Regions from separate parts of the Mus musculus genome. Here all the other regions are linked to region 1. The links are chromatin contacts, called in public Hi-C and promoter capture Hi-C maps. All regions are on one chromosome and are shown on one strand. The core of a region is the stretch at or near the end of the contact, and the rest is flanking DNA. Distances in the headings are between cores, read along the strand shown. Region 1 holds the start of Dmap1 (DNA methyltransferase 1-associated protein 1). Region 2 overlaps Rnf220 (ring finger protein 220). Region 3 overlaps Rnf220 (ring finger protein 220). Region 4 overlaps Rnf220 (ring finger protein 220).

Region 1 (3,199 bases), core at 54-2,553:
CGAGCTGGGTTAGTAAAAGGCATCCATTTCCAAGGGCGAACCTTCTTGGACCCCAGTTTCGCCTTCACTGTCCGATACCCCTGACCAGTGTCACTGGGCAGCAGTGGGGGTGCATCCCTGGCAGTGGAGGTGAAAGGTTAGAAGCAGGTGTGTGAAGAACCTCTAAAGCCATGAAGCTCAGTCTACCCCAGAATAAGGAAGTCATGTCCTGGAGCAAGACACTGAGCTGTCCTGCAGGAGGAGCCCTAGTTGGGGATACTGGCGTGGGGGAAAGTAGAAGAGAAAATAGGGACATAGGGCTATGCCTGGTGAGCTAGGGGAAACACGGAGGACTTGGGATTCCAATACTTGCTTTTTGTCAGAGTAAAGCAAAGCATAGACCTCCCGATGCATGCCCTCAGGCCTCTTGAAGGTCAGCGTCTCTGAGGACTTCTTGGACTTTTTCTGGGAAGAAAACCACAGGGAAAAAATGATGGCCCAGACCCACCCTTCCTTGAAGTTTTTACCCAGCCCAACCTGAACAAACAAATGCTGAACTAAAGTCCCGGGAACCCACTCATGGGAGCGTCTCTACACCGTCTGCACAGGTTTCCTCTCCCCGCTCGCGTCTGAGTTATCAGGGAAGAAAGTCCTTCCCTCACCTCAAGACTGTCACAATGTCTTGCTCTCTCTTCCCAACAACTTACAAGTGTCAGGTTCCCTCGGTCCTCTCGTCCGTTGGCGGTTTCCCCGCTCTCTTGGTCCCCACCTCCCAGTGTCCCCTCTTCGTTACATTAAGGGTGGCATGCTCTTGTTCCATTGTAGCTCTCCTTTTATTATCACTTCCACCATCTCTCTTCTGGTAACACCCCTTCCCATCCCTTCGCCAACACCTTCACCCACACTTCAGCCCGCTCAAATGCCCCTGCTACCTTGTCCGGGTTGATAATATCCTTTTTGCTGATGGTCCCAGAGGCGGCATCTCCCTCTGGACCCCCGAGTTCTAGAATGTCTCGTACATCTGCGCCCGTAGCCATCACGCCCGAGGGATGAGGTAGTACCCCGACGTCAAGGGTCGGTACCTGCAGAAAGACTGTGCTACCGTTAAGGGGGCGGTGTCCCTGCAACTCCCGCTCCAAGTGGGGGCAGGGTGAAGAGGCCAGCGCCAGAATGGTCCACACCAGGTTTGGGTGCTGCCTCGTTCTCCGCCTCCCCGCGCAGGTGTCCCTTACGGTCACACTGTCCTCCCTGCCTCGCCATCCCCGGGGAGCCACACCTGAGTCCCCCCAGCTGTAGCCCACTCCTCAAATTACCTCTCTCTGAAGACCCACGGATAGGAACTTCCGGCTGTGCGTCGTAGAAACGCAACCCTTAGAAACACTTCCGGTCGGTGCTTAGACAAACAGGAGCCGGCTAGCAACCCAGTGTGCAAGCTACCGGGCAGGCTGAGTCGCTCGCCTGGAATTCCTGCTGTGCTCCCAGGAATCCGCGCGAGGCGATGCGGGGCTTGCTTTTGACATTTACCTTCTATTTCTCTACATTGTGTCCCGGGCAATGAAAAGAAAACCTGAAGAGAACTCTGTGACATTGAAAAGTCACTTATTTTCTCAAAACCTATTTCAAAACACTTAATTTGTTTACAAAATGAAAATTGTAACAGCTCCTGCTTAAGTGAAATACCAATAACCCATGTAAAACAATGGCACAGTGCCTGGAACATTATTTTTTTTCTTAATTAACTGGATTAATGATAGTAATTGCCTCTGCTCATTCAGTGCCTCTCTATATTACCAGGCATTGCCATTGTGCTAAACTTTCAAAGCAGAGCTAAACTAGCTTCTCCAGCTGCCAAGAGAGTAAAATAGAAGCTCTCTCTCTCTCTCTCTCTCTCTCTCTCTCTCTCTCTCTCTCTCTCTCTCTCTCTCTCTCCCTTCCTCCCTCCCTCCCTCCCTCCCTCTCTGCCTCCTCCTTCCTATCCCTTTTCTTTCCCCACCACCCAGGGTGGCCTCTTAACTCACAGCGATCCCCCTGCCTCTCAAGTGCTGGGATTACAGGAATGTGCCACCAGGTCAGGCTCTTAACTTCTTTATTTAATTTACAATTCCCCTAAAATGAGTTGTGAATCTTGACTCTTTTTTTTTTGGGGGGGGGGGCAGTGTAATGTACAACACACACACACACACACACACACACACTGTACTGTCAACACACAAACTAGAGTTATCTGATAGATGAAAACCTTAACTGAGAAACTGCCTTTAAGATCCAGCTGTAAGGCATCTTCTTATTGAGTGGTCAGTGGGGATGGCCCAGCCCATTGTGGGCGGTGTTATTCCTTAGCTAGTAGTCCTGGGTTCTATAAAAGGCTGAGCAAGCCAGGAGAAGCAAGCCTGTAAACAATACCTCTCCATAGCTTCTGCATCAGCTCCTGCCTCCAGGATCGTACCCTGTTTGAATTCCTGTCCTGAATTCCTTTGGTGATAAATAGCAATGTGGCAGTATAAGCCAAATAAACCCTTTCCTCCCCAACTTGCTTTTGGTCATGGTGTTTCATGGAAGCAATAGTAATACACACACATACCACGCCACATGTCTATGTACTTAGGTTGTCAATATGTAGGAATGACTAGAAGCCCTTATCTTGTTTTCACAAGGGAGTATGTCATTTCAACTGCTTTAACAGCTATCAGTCTATTTACTCTTGACTCCCATATTAGTAGTCGCTATCTCCTGCCCCCCTCCAAGTACGGCCTAAAAGAAAAAATGACAAGGGGCTGGAGAAATGGTTCAGTGGTTAAGGGCACTACTGCTCTTCCAGAGGTTCTAAGTTCAATTCGCAGCACCCACATGGTGACTCACAACCATCTGTAATGGGATCTGATGCCTTCTTCTGGTGTGTCTGAAGAGGGCAACAGTGTACTCACATAAAATAAAGGAAGAAAGAGAAAGGAAGGGAGGAAGGGAGGAAGGAAGGAAGAAAGAAAGTTGAAAAGAAAAAGAAAAATGACAGACAATATTAAGTGTTGGTGAGGATGTGGAGTAACAGAAATCTAACACATTGCTGGTGGTAGTTAAATAATTATAACCACCTAGAAACACTGTTTGATTCTGTCTACTAAAATTAAACATACAGAGACTTCCTGTCACAGAAACTCTACTCCTGGGTGTATTCTGTATACTAGTAAATATAGTCTGATGAAGATAATTGCTTATGTTCATC
Region 2 (3,290 bases), core at 45-2,544, 340 kb before region 1:
ACTACAGAACCCAGAACTGTAAGCCAAACGAACCTCTTCTCTTTTGTTGCTTCTGCCAGGGTATTTTACTACAACAGAAACACAACTAAACAGCAGACCGTAGTTTGGAGATGAAAACCCCGAGGACACTGGAAGCTTGCATTTGGCCCAAGACCCAGGATTACTAGGCTGCGAAGCCTGAGACTGAGGTTCCAAGTGGGACTTGGGGACCAAGATTATTACAAGGTTAGAATGGCCAGGATGGCCTTGCCTTACAGAGTGGAGATGTCTAAGGTAACATTGTCAACAGCCTTGGCCACTTGACCCTCAGTGTCACCTGCTCTATGAAGTCCTTGGGCTACTGTCTGCATCAACACAGCAACTTGGCAAACGCCCAACTCTTTGCCCTCCAGTCAGCTCCTGGAGCCCACCTTCACGTACCAGCAGTCCCCACTTAAGCCTATGAGGAAGGGGTGGGAAGATCTGTCAGACTTTAGCCCTTCTGGTTTAACAAAGCTAGAGAGTGGGGGGCCCGCCCCATGGCCGGTACACCATCGGTCCAGTGCGGCTGAAATAACAAGTCCGAGAATCAAAATCTGGCCATCCTTTCTTGTTTACTCAGCTTTTACCCCCCTTTTTCTTTGGACAATGCCCCGCTGAGCTGGGGATGTCCTGCTGGGTTGTGCTGGGGCTCCCCTGCCAAGACGGAGCCCAGCTGCTCAGCTGTTTACAAGGCAAATCCGGTTTACACTGAGGCCCATCCTGCCTGGCTCGGCTGAGGAGCTCTGGTTAGAGCCAGCCTAGTAGTAGCCAGTCCTAGTTCAGAGTTACCCCAAGCTTAACTTGGGTGGGGAAGCAATAGTACGGGGAAGGTGGGGCGGGCGGAGGGTGGGGGGAGGATCTCCCCTGCCAAAGGCAGGGAAGATGAGGAGGCAGGATGAGGAGCTGCTGGTAGGCACCCCTAAAAAAGAACAGCTTGAGTTCCATGGCTTCCATATCCTCTCCTTCAAGCAGTGAACTTGGAACAACAAAGATGGCAGCCTTTCTCCACCTCTGTCTTCCCTATAGCTACGACCTGGGAACTAATAATCTGCCTTCCCTGCATTCTCTCAACGCCACTGTAAAGATCAAAAGAGACAATGTCCACGGAAGACATGTGCTACTGTTATTAAATGGTCTATGGTGATCCACCCCAGGGAAACAGTGCGTGTCCACACACAGACTGGCTATTGACCAGGATAAGGACCTTGTCCCAGTTAACTTGGTAGCTCTAGCAGTCAACATGGGGCACAATTATCTCATTTATTAAACAAATATTTCCCAAGCGGGCAGGTTGCTGAGAGGGCAGGTAATCAAAACACAGAGACAGCCACGGTCCCAGGGGTGGCTCCCACCAGAGGCTACGCAAGTATAAAGCAGGCACCTCACTTGGTTCAGGGAAGGGAAGGTTCGTCACAGTGACTTCGAAGATACAGTAGACTGCTGTGTTTACATAGTGTAAGAAGGAGAACAGGCAGAATCGCAGAATTACAGAACCCCTAAGGCAGGCAGGCAGAGTGGGGTGCCCTCTCTGTCCAGTCCTCACAAAACAGGAGAACAAATGAGGCCCTGCGATCACCAAGGAAGTAAGCAATGAACACCAAGCAAGTAAACTCTTTACTGAGCTAAGTAAATAATCTCTCTCTCTCTCTCTCTCTCTCTCTCTCTCTCTCTCTCCTTTCACTCCTTCATTTCTTCCTCCCTTTTCCCACTTCGTTTCAGCTGGCTTTGAACTCATGACCCTTCTGCCTCGGCCTCTTAGGTATATGATTATAGGTGTGTGCCACCGGAGTCTTCCTAAACAGGAGCACGGATGGGTGTGGTGTGCTTGTGGGCTGCAAGGCACACATCTCAAGTGTAAGCAAATGGAAGCCGGGAAGCACAATCTGGGGAGTGGGCAGGGGCCAGGCAAGTGAAGTGAAGCCAGGCAAAGCAGGGTGGTAAGCCTGCAGGTGGAAAGCAGGAGGTCTGTGGAGGAGAGCATGCGTGCCACAGCTCTTCACAGTCACATGGAGAGTGCGACTGGGCAGAGAGCAACTCAGGAGACACAGAGAGGTGATTCAACAGAGAGCAAGGGTTACGGGATGAAGGGCTTATGAGGCCCAGTTCTGCCTTAAGCGGAACACATCCTCTGGGAATCTATGTTCCATCATCTCTATTCTGTTGACTTTAAACTTTCTGTCTGTACCTTTTGCTCCCTGAGACTGTCAGACACTGCTAATGGATGACAATCCCGTGGCTCCAATTATCCGAGATGAACTCTTCTGGCCTCCTCCCAGACTTGCTTCTGATCCTGGATTGCACGATTTCCAAAATACCCAACCTTTAGTCTCCTTCAGTGGGTTCTGGTCACTTCTTTTTCCTGACCTGGTGTCTCCACTGACTGACTCCAAGCAGTTGCTTTGCTTAGGCACCACCTTGGTTGTCTTGATCCTGCCTGCCACCTCCCTTTTTCCTTCTTTCCATTTTTTCCTTCCTTCCTTTTTCCTTCCTTCCCTTTTTCCTTTTCTTTCTTTCTTTGTTCCTTATAATTTATGTATTTTTATTTTATGTGCATTGGTGTTTGGCCTGCATATATGCCTGTGTAAGGGTGTCAGATCCCCTGGAACTGGAGTTACAGACAATTGTGAGCTGCTTTGCTGGGAATTGAACACAGATCTCTGGAAGGGCAGCCAGTGCTCTTAACCACCGAGCCATCTCTCCAGCCCCCACCTCCCTTTTCATGTCACAGGACTCCACTTATAAGACCTAGGCAAATCTGACAACACAGCTTGCCTCCTTCCAAGCCTTCAAGAGCTTCCACAGTTCTCCACATGAGGAAGATGAAGTCTGAACTCCTTGTACCCGACTCGTGGGATTGTAGTAAGGAATAAGAGACAACGCACATGTAGCACTTGGACTGTGGGCTGGGGCATTTAGGCTTTCAATTAACAACACTCACCGCGGTATGTTATTATATGATTTACAACACGTTGCCATTATACTATAAACTGTCCCCTCATGTGCGGGAGTGCGTGTCTTTCTCTTCAGGCACTTTTCATGCTGCTTCGCCCCCGCCTTCTCCTTCGAGAGCCTGGCCTATCTCTGTCCATCCTACCTGGCCTGGCTTCCACTGGTAGGGCCCTTACCACCATCATCTGATCTCTCATTTCTCTCTCTGGAGTACTTCTCCCCAGCAGAGCACCAGAGAGAGTCCAGAGAAAAACGGTGTTCTTTGACTGAAAGACACTCAGTGTTGTAGAGAAGGAGAGGACCCAGATTCTTACAGGAAG
Region 3 (3,032 bases), core at 5-2,504, 360 kb before region 1:
GGGGGTGGGGAGCAGCAGAGCCTGCTCCATGATGGCAACTCCTTTCCCAGAACCAGGCAGGAAAGTCCAGATCTGGGCGTGGGAGCAGTTAAAGGTTAGCAAGCCCAGCCTTTGGGGCCCAGCTCCTGGGGTGAAGGACAGAGGAGGAGCTGGACGGGAATATTTGCTTCATTTCCCAAACACTCTTTTAGTGGTGTTATGATGGGCCGGCGACAATCTAAGAACTGGGATGAGAGACAGGCGATGAGCAGGAGAAAGGACAGGAAGCTGTGTGTGGGAGCTGTGGACAAGGGATGTCGATGCAGGAAGGACACAGACTATTGTGTGTGAAGAACGTGAGGGGTGTGGCTGGGAGAAGGGTGTACCATGAGTTTGGAATCAGGCTAACCTGGGCTTTCAGTTCTGGCTACTTTATACATATTTATTTATCCACTTAACAAATTGTTACCAAGGATCAAGTAGCTTTTATATGCCCACACCACATTTTTCTTGGCTACAGATCGGAGATAATAATAATAATGATATTGCCTAAGAGAATGGTGTGATTTATGAGAGCAGAGTCGGGGCAGAAACGCCCTGGCACAGAGTACCAATACAGGTCAAGAAACGGTAGCTGTGGGGCTGGGGCTTATCTGTCAGTCTGAGTTTTCTTTTTTCTCTTCTTGTCTCTTTTCCCCTCCCTTTCTCAATCACCGTTGAACCACAGTATTAATTATTAGAACCAATTGACTGTTTAGACTCTGATGTTTTAACTAATCACCACTAATGGCAAGCACTGTGGGCAATCACATTCATTTAGTTCCCAGGCAAACCTCTTTACACAGAGCAGGCTAGTGGGAGGGGATCCAGCAAGAGCAGGGGTTTGGAAATGACAGGGGTGGTCTCTGCTGTCCAGATATAAGACCTTCTCCTGACAGCCCTGGTGAACCAAGTCCCTTGGGGTTAGGTCAGCTGAGACTTGCCTCAAATGTGGGTTGGTTTCCTTCCTGACATTTTTTTTTTAGCCCTTTGGCCCCAGTGTCCCCTTTGACTTAGAATTCTGTCATGAAAATGAGCAACGACTGACCACCACCTTGGATTGTAAATATCTGACACTTGGCCAAGCTGTGTTTTTAAACAGTGACTCCTCTAAAGGTCCCCCTATGGGAGACAGGCATTTAGATGCTCATCTAAATCCCAGCTTCTCATAGGGCATCGGTTGATGATGGGTGGAGCGCACCGCTGAACCCTGGCCATCTGGACCTGGGTCAGAGTGACAATAGCCAATGAACATGTGCTCAGTGCTGCTGAGCCTTGGCCAGGACTGGGGATGTGTCCTAAGCATTGTATGCCTGCCTTCTTTACTCCAAGGCCCCAGTTCCCAGCCTATACACAGCTCTGTTTCACACTGAACTCATGACCACTCTGTACCTCCTCCAAATTCCCAGAACGCAGGAAGGCCATCTTTAGTTCAGGGGTGGGGGGTTCAGGCTAGGAAAGGCTGGATGGACCGTAAAGCAAACGTCCTGGAGGAGGCGGCCTAGATGTTCATAGCCAGTAGGTGTCGCTGTGGCTCCAGCACTGGGAGGGGGTGCTAGGTAGGGGCCCTGGTGCTGTGGGTGCCCCCTGGCTTCCTGCCCCTGTCTCAGGCCTTCCAGAAAAGCTTTCACACATGCCTCTCAAACTAAGTGTACTCCGGACACTTGGGGGTCATGTGAAGATGTAGATTTGATTCACCAGCTCTGGAGTGGGGCCTCGGTGGCGTTTCTCAGAAGCTCCTAGGTGATGCTGGCCACTGGCTGCACTATGAGTGTCAAGGGCCCCCGACTAGGCAGCTCCCCGCTGGAGAAACTAGAGGCTCGGCTTTCCTCCAAAACCAACCTCCACCCTCCCTCTTATTTTGCTACACTAGGTTCCAAATCAGAGCCCATGGTAGTTACGATTTGAATCCTCTTCTTTTGGGCGGAGGCAGACTTACCCAAACCCAGAGGCACTCTAAACTGGAATCTAACTCCAGGTCTCTGAGCCAACTCTAGCCTCTTCCTCTAGCCTCCCTAAACTCACATCCAACTCCACCTTCTCTAGTTAGCTCCAGTTCCCAGGGGGTTCCCTCTGTCTCTTCCCTTCATCCTCCACCATAGCCTTTCGGGGTCCTCTGCTCCACTCTCCTCTGGATGCCAGACTATGATAGAGCAATGGGCAGTGGGGGGGGGGGTGTCTGAGGCCAAGGTGCCTGCATAGGAGCCACTGCTGCAGGCAGAGGAGATAGGCAGTCTGGCAATCTAGAGATGGGGCATGCTGCAGACTCGTTATCCCCATCCCTCTGCTTTGTCTTAGCATGCATGTGTGAAGGCAGCCCTGGCTTCAAGGGAAGGAGGAGGTGGTGTAGCTCTGTGGGGAAAGAGGCAGACAAAGCACCTAGCAAGGGTTTCCTCTCCACACCTACATTTCTATTAGGGCCTTCCTCCTTTTGTAAATTTACTTATATATATGAATACTCTATTTGCATATATGCCTTTATGACAGAAGAGGGCATCAGATCCCATTACAGATGGTTGTGAACCACCATGTGGTTGCTGGGAATTGAACTCATGACCTCTGGATGAGCAGCCAGTGCTCTGAACCACCGAGCCATCTCTCCAGCCCCTTCTTTCCTATTCTCATCCGCTGCTTGGGCTTGCTGGGCAGTAAAGCAGCAGGCACCTTAGAGGTGGCAGTTTGTATGTGCTGGCCATTTCCAAGGCTGACAGTCTGTTAAGTGGGAATGCAACTGAATTAATTAGCTGATTTGTAATTGGTTAATTGATCTGTAGGATAGCAATTGAAGTAGGAGCATGTTGGCCTTTCCAGCTGGAAGGCCACCTGCTGTGACTCACTCTTCAGATGTAGACTGCAGGAGCATAAACCCAGAAAGGGCTGCTTTCAAATGCACTGTCCCCTTTCATTTAAAAACTTGAGCCAGGTATGGTGGCTTACTCTGCAATCCTAGTACCTGGGGGGCTGAGGCAGGAGGCTGGCTATGAGTTGGAGCCTCGCCTAGATACCAGGCCAGT
Region 4 (2,889 bases), core at 51-2,550, 320 kb before region 1:
GCCACGGCTACCTCGATACCTTCCTGTAGCCACACTGATGAAGCAAGGAACACTCAAACGGTTGGGTAACCCTGAGGCTGTTTTCCTTGTTTGGAAACAGTACCTGTTCCTCTCGTCCCAATACCTGAATGGAGAGAGAGGCAGAATTGCATCCATTCAATTAGCCCCCAACCAGACCTTAGGGATGGGCAAGCTCCTTTCTACTTACCAAGGACTGGTTTCACCCACTCTCCACTTAACAGGGGCTCTTGTGACAATGTCATCAGGTACTTATAGGCTTTTGAAGGCCACCCTTCTCTGAGATCTGCTGGGGCCACCAGGATGGTCACTGAGAAGGACAGAAGAAGCCACAGAGCCAGGGAGCCAGGGCAGCACTGGAGAGCTGCGCTGGGCCTGGGTTGAGGAGGGCTTTGGAAAGCTTTAGCTCTGACTTGGAAAAACATTTCCTAGAGGAACTCAGGGCTCATGCAGCTGGATACTTCAGTGAGTATCTGGATACATGCACTTTCCTGTAAGCATGGTACACGCCCCCTGGCTTAGCAGTGGACAGAGAAATGACGTCCCAGTTCTTCAACAGTTATGTTCTTAGAACAAAGACAATGTCTGGGATAAGAAAAGTGGGCCTGCTCTAAAGTGGGTTGAGACCCTAACTTCCTACAGCCAAAGTCTCTGCCCACTGTCCCACAGATAGAGCAACTCTCCAAGTCTACCTTCCTTCTGCCTTCCCTCGCTTAAGACAGAGCGGGCCCCACACACCTGCTCCAGTACCTCCTCCTCCTCCTGGGCCAGCCTGGAAACTCCCCGGAGATGGTGCCTGCCTGGCCTGCTGGAGCTCTCCGGATCTCTCTCGGTGCTGTGGGCCTTCCCTCCTCCTTTCTCATCTCTATATATCTGTCTAATGAACATTTCAATAAGCCGAGCGCAGCTTTTTCCACTTAATAAGCAGAGTGCTGACTTCATTGCGGGTTTGCTCCTCACTTATCTGTTCAGGGCCTTAAATCATTCGCAGGAAACGCTTGGCAAAGTGAAATCTGGTATCTTGGCCATGGGTCCCTCCTGTCAGCACCTGCCCTTCAGGGCCCGGGGAATGCCCTGTTCCCACAAACCACCACGAGGGTGGAAATGAAACTCCCATAAGCCAGAGACCAGAGTCTGAGGCTGACAACGCCTAAAAGAGAAATGTTACATACACAATTGCCTACAGAACAGCTGAGGAGGTCAGGGGCGGGTGTGATGAGGCCGGAGATACTACCTCTAGGAGATGATGTTTAAGCTACAATACGCAAAGCCTCCGTGAAACTGGGTGCTGCGTAACCCGGGAGAGCCCAAAGCAGTCCAGAGACTGGGCACTGCTGTTACATGCGATGCTGCATGTTCTATGTTGAGACTATAACAAAGGACATGGGTTTTGGGATAGGACTTCCTGGGTCTGGATTCTAGCACTATGAAGTTAACTAGCTGTGTGACCTTGGAGATGTTACTGGACCTCTCTGAGCTTCATATTCATATCTTTCTCTAACCAAACGGGGTTAAAATATTCACTCTGTAGAGCTGCTGTACAGATTAAACTTGAGTCTCAGCACAGAGAATACATCAAATGCCTGACATCTAGGTCACAGCCAATAAGCAGTAGTATTACCATGAATGATACTGTCATATGTCTTGAACCTTTTCCCCAAGTCTGAGACGAGGACCTTGAAGGCTGAGGGGTCTTCCGCTTTCTGTGTCTGAGCAGGCAGACAGGAGCAGACAGAAGAGACCTACATTTCACGGACAACCAGAAGAGTGCCCCCGGCTCCCGGCTAAGGTGTGGCTCTCCTGTCATTGTCTGTGTGGTGGGGGCTGGGCTAGGGAGGTTCTTCTCCAGCTTCCATCTGGTTTTAGCTGGCAGGAAGATTTCAGGGCAAAAGGACACAGACTCAATTAAACACGGACAAGCGCAAGGCAAGGCCTTTTGTGATAAACACATCAAACTCCCTCCCCACTCCTCAACTCTGCATGGTCAGCCACAGTTCTGGCAGAGAACCTGGAAATCCTTCATTTAGACAGCTCCAACGGCTGTTGGCCAAGAAGCTAAGACAACTGTGAATAAGATATCAAGAAGGAACACATACTTCTCAAGCTAGCCAGCTGGATGGGTCTACCTGCCGGGCTCGGCTCTGTCCTGGTACCCTATCCCGGGGAGATCCAGGGCTGCAAAACCTCTTTAAGTAGTTAGATCGAATGTCCCATTCTTAAGCCTGGACATGGGAAGACCGCAGGGGACATTGAGGGAATGCCAAAGGGGCAGCAAGGGCGTACATATTCATTCACAAAACCCCATGCCACAGGCAGAGTGGGTTTGCTTTGAACCCAGAGCACATGGGGAGTGGAGGGGGGGGGAATCAAAGTGGCTGCTGTTTTACGCAGTGGCCAGGGAACTTAAGAAATTCATTATCCCCAGTGGTAGCTCTAGCAGAAAGCGTAAATGAATTGAAAAGTATTTGGACAAGGCTATGAAAGACACAGTCACATATATCCCTGAATCAGGGTTTGTTCAGTGCGTGAATAAATGAATATGGATGATCTTAGTTTTCAAGGTATTTCAATCCAGTGGAATAAATATTCATGGGGTGCCTACTGTGTGCAAAGCATTGTGCAGGACATGAGGCTGAACAGTTTCTGTCCAGAAGTTTACACTTTTATGAGGGGATTAGAAAGGACGATGTCAACACGGGGTGGACTCGGTATATCTGTTGTAAGAAAACACAGGGGACTCCGGGAGGGCCAGGAAGGGAGAGATTCCACGGGGTTTAACGAAGGTGACATGTGAGACCAGCCTTGAACAGCAAGCTGCTTTTCAGCAGGTGAATATGGAAATAAGGGCAAACTAGAAAGAAGAAATGACAA

The links. Promoter capture Hi-C pulls out the DNA fragments that hold promoters and counts their contacts. Hi-C and Micro-C count contacts between places; a contact is called where the count stands out from the background.
Region 2: a promoter capture Hi-C map of embryonic stem cells shows a contact between it and region 1, with 4 times the contacts expected there. The contact joins the enhancer-like site here to the promoter of Dmap1 in region 1. A contact is called at or near these places in 21 of 39 promoter capture datasets (the 3T3-L1 cell line, the C10 cell line, the HPC-7 cell line and 13 more), 9 of 484 Hi-C or Micro-C datasets (the C2C12 cell line, cochlea, embryonic retina and 6 more), 1 of 115 datasets of contacts at active chromatin or transcription factors (forebrain) and 3 of 9 other capture datasets (embryonic stem cells, liver and pancreatic islet).
Region 3: a Hi-C map of cerebral cortex shows a contact between it and region 1, with 9 times the contacts expected there. The contact joins the enhancer-like site here to the promoter of Dmap1 in region 1. A contact is called at or near these places in 20 of 39 promoter capture datasets (the 3T3-L1 cell line, the C10 cell line, the HPC-7 cell line and 11 more), 5 of 15 datasets of contacts at CTCF or cohesin (embryonic stem cells, hippocampal excitatory neurons, large pre-B cells and 2 more), 111 of 484 Hi-C or Micro-C datasets (the AtT-20 cell line, B cells, the C10 cell line and 50 more), 16 of 115 datasets of contacts at active chromatin or transcription factors (the HPC-7 cell line, astrocytes, bone marrow-derived dendritic cells and 10 more) and 2 of 9 other capture datasets (embryonic stem cells and liver).
Region 4: a contact with region 1 is called in a promoter capture Hi-C map of embryonic stem cells. The contact joins the enhancer-like site here to the promoter of Dmap1 in region 1. A contact is called at or near these places in 19 of 39 promoter capture datasets (the 3T3-L1 cell line, 3T3-L1-derived adipocytes, the C10 cell line and 12 more), 2 of 484 Hi-C or Micro-C datasets (nephron progenitors and olfactory sensory neurons), 6 of 115 datasets of contacts at active chromatin or transcription factors (embryonic basal ganglia, embryonic hindbrain, embryonic midbrain and 2 more) and 3 of 9 other capture datasets (liver, macrophages and pancreatic islet).

What each region holds. Positions count from the first base shown.
Region 1 is chr4:117,680,922-117,684,120 of GRCm38.p6, forward strand. Dmap1 (DNA methyltransferase 1-associated protein 1) reads right to left here and starts at 1,304. Exons shown (of 11, transcript NM_023178.2): 1 at 1,293-1,304; 2 at 912-1,061; 3 at 353-444; 4 at 1-117. The coding sequence starts at 1,016.
Region 2 is chr4:117,342,282-117,345,571 of GRCm38.p6, forward strand. All of the region lies in intron 2 of Rnf220 (ring finger protein 220), which reads right to left. Among named protein-coding and RNA genes, the nearest start is that of Gm40231, 24 kb to the left of the region's middle. Within about 2 kb of position 1,295, at least 23 of the 459 cell types and tissues checked have an H3K27ac peak or open chromatin away from gene starts, as enhancers often do. A contact at or near this core is called in embryonic stem cells and liver, where this site is marked.
Region 3 is chr4:117,322,432-117,325,463 of GRCm38.p6, forward strand. All of the region lies in intron 2 of Rnf220 (ring finger protein 220), which reads right to left. Among named protein-coding and RNA genes, the nearest start is that of Gm40231, 4.5 kb to the left of the region's middle. Within about 2 kb of position 1,255, at least 32 of the 459 cell types and tissues checked have an H3K27ac peak or open chromatin away from gene starts, as enhancers often do. A contact at or near this core is called in the CH12 cell line, cerebral cortex, neural stem cells and 1 more, where this site is marked.
Region 4 is chr4:117,359,066-117,361,954 of GRCm38.p6, forward strand. The region is part of intron 2 of Rnf220 (ring finger protein 220); the gene reads right to left. Among named protein-coding and RNA genes, the nearest start is that of Gm40231, 41 kb to the left of the region's middle. Within about 2 kb of position 1,301, at least 27 of the 459 cell types and tissues checked have an H3K27ac peak or open chromatin away from gene starts, as enhancers often do. A contact at or near this core is called in embryonic basal ganglia and embryonic stem cells, where this site is marked.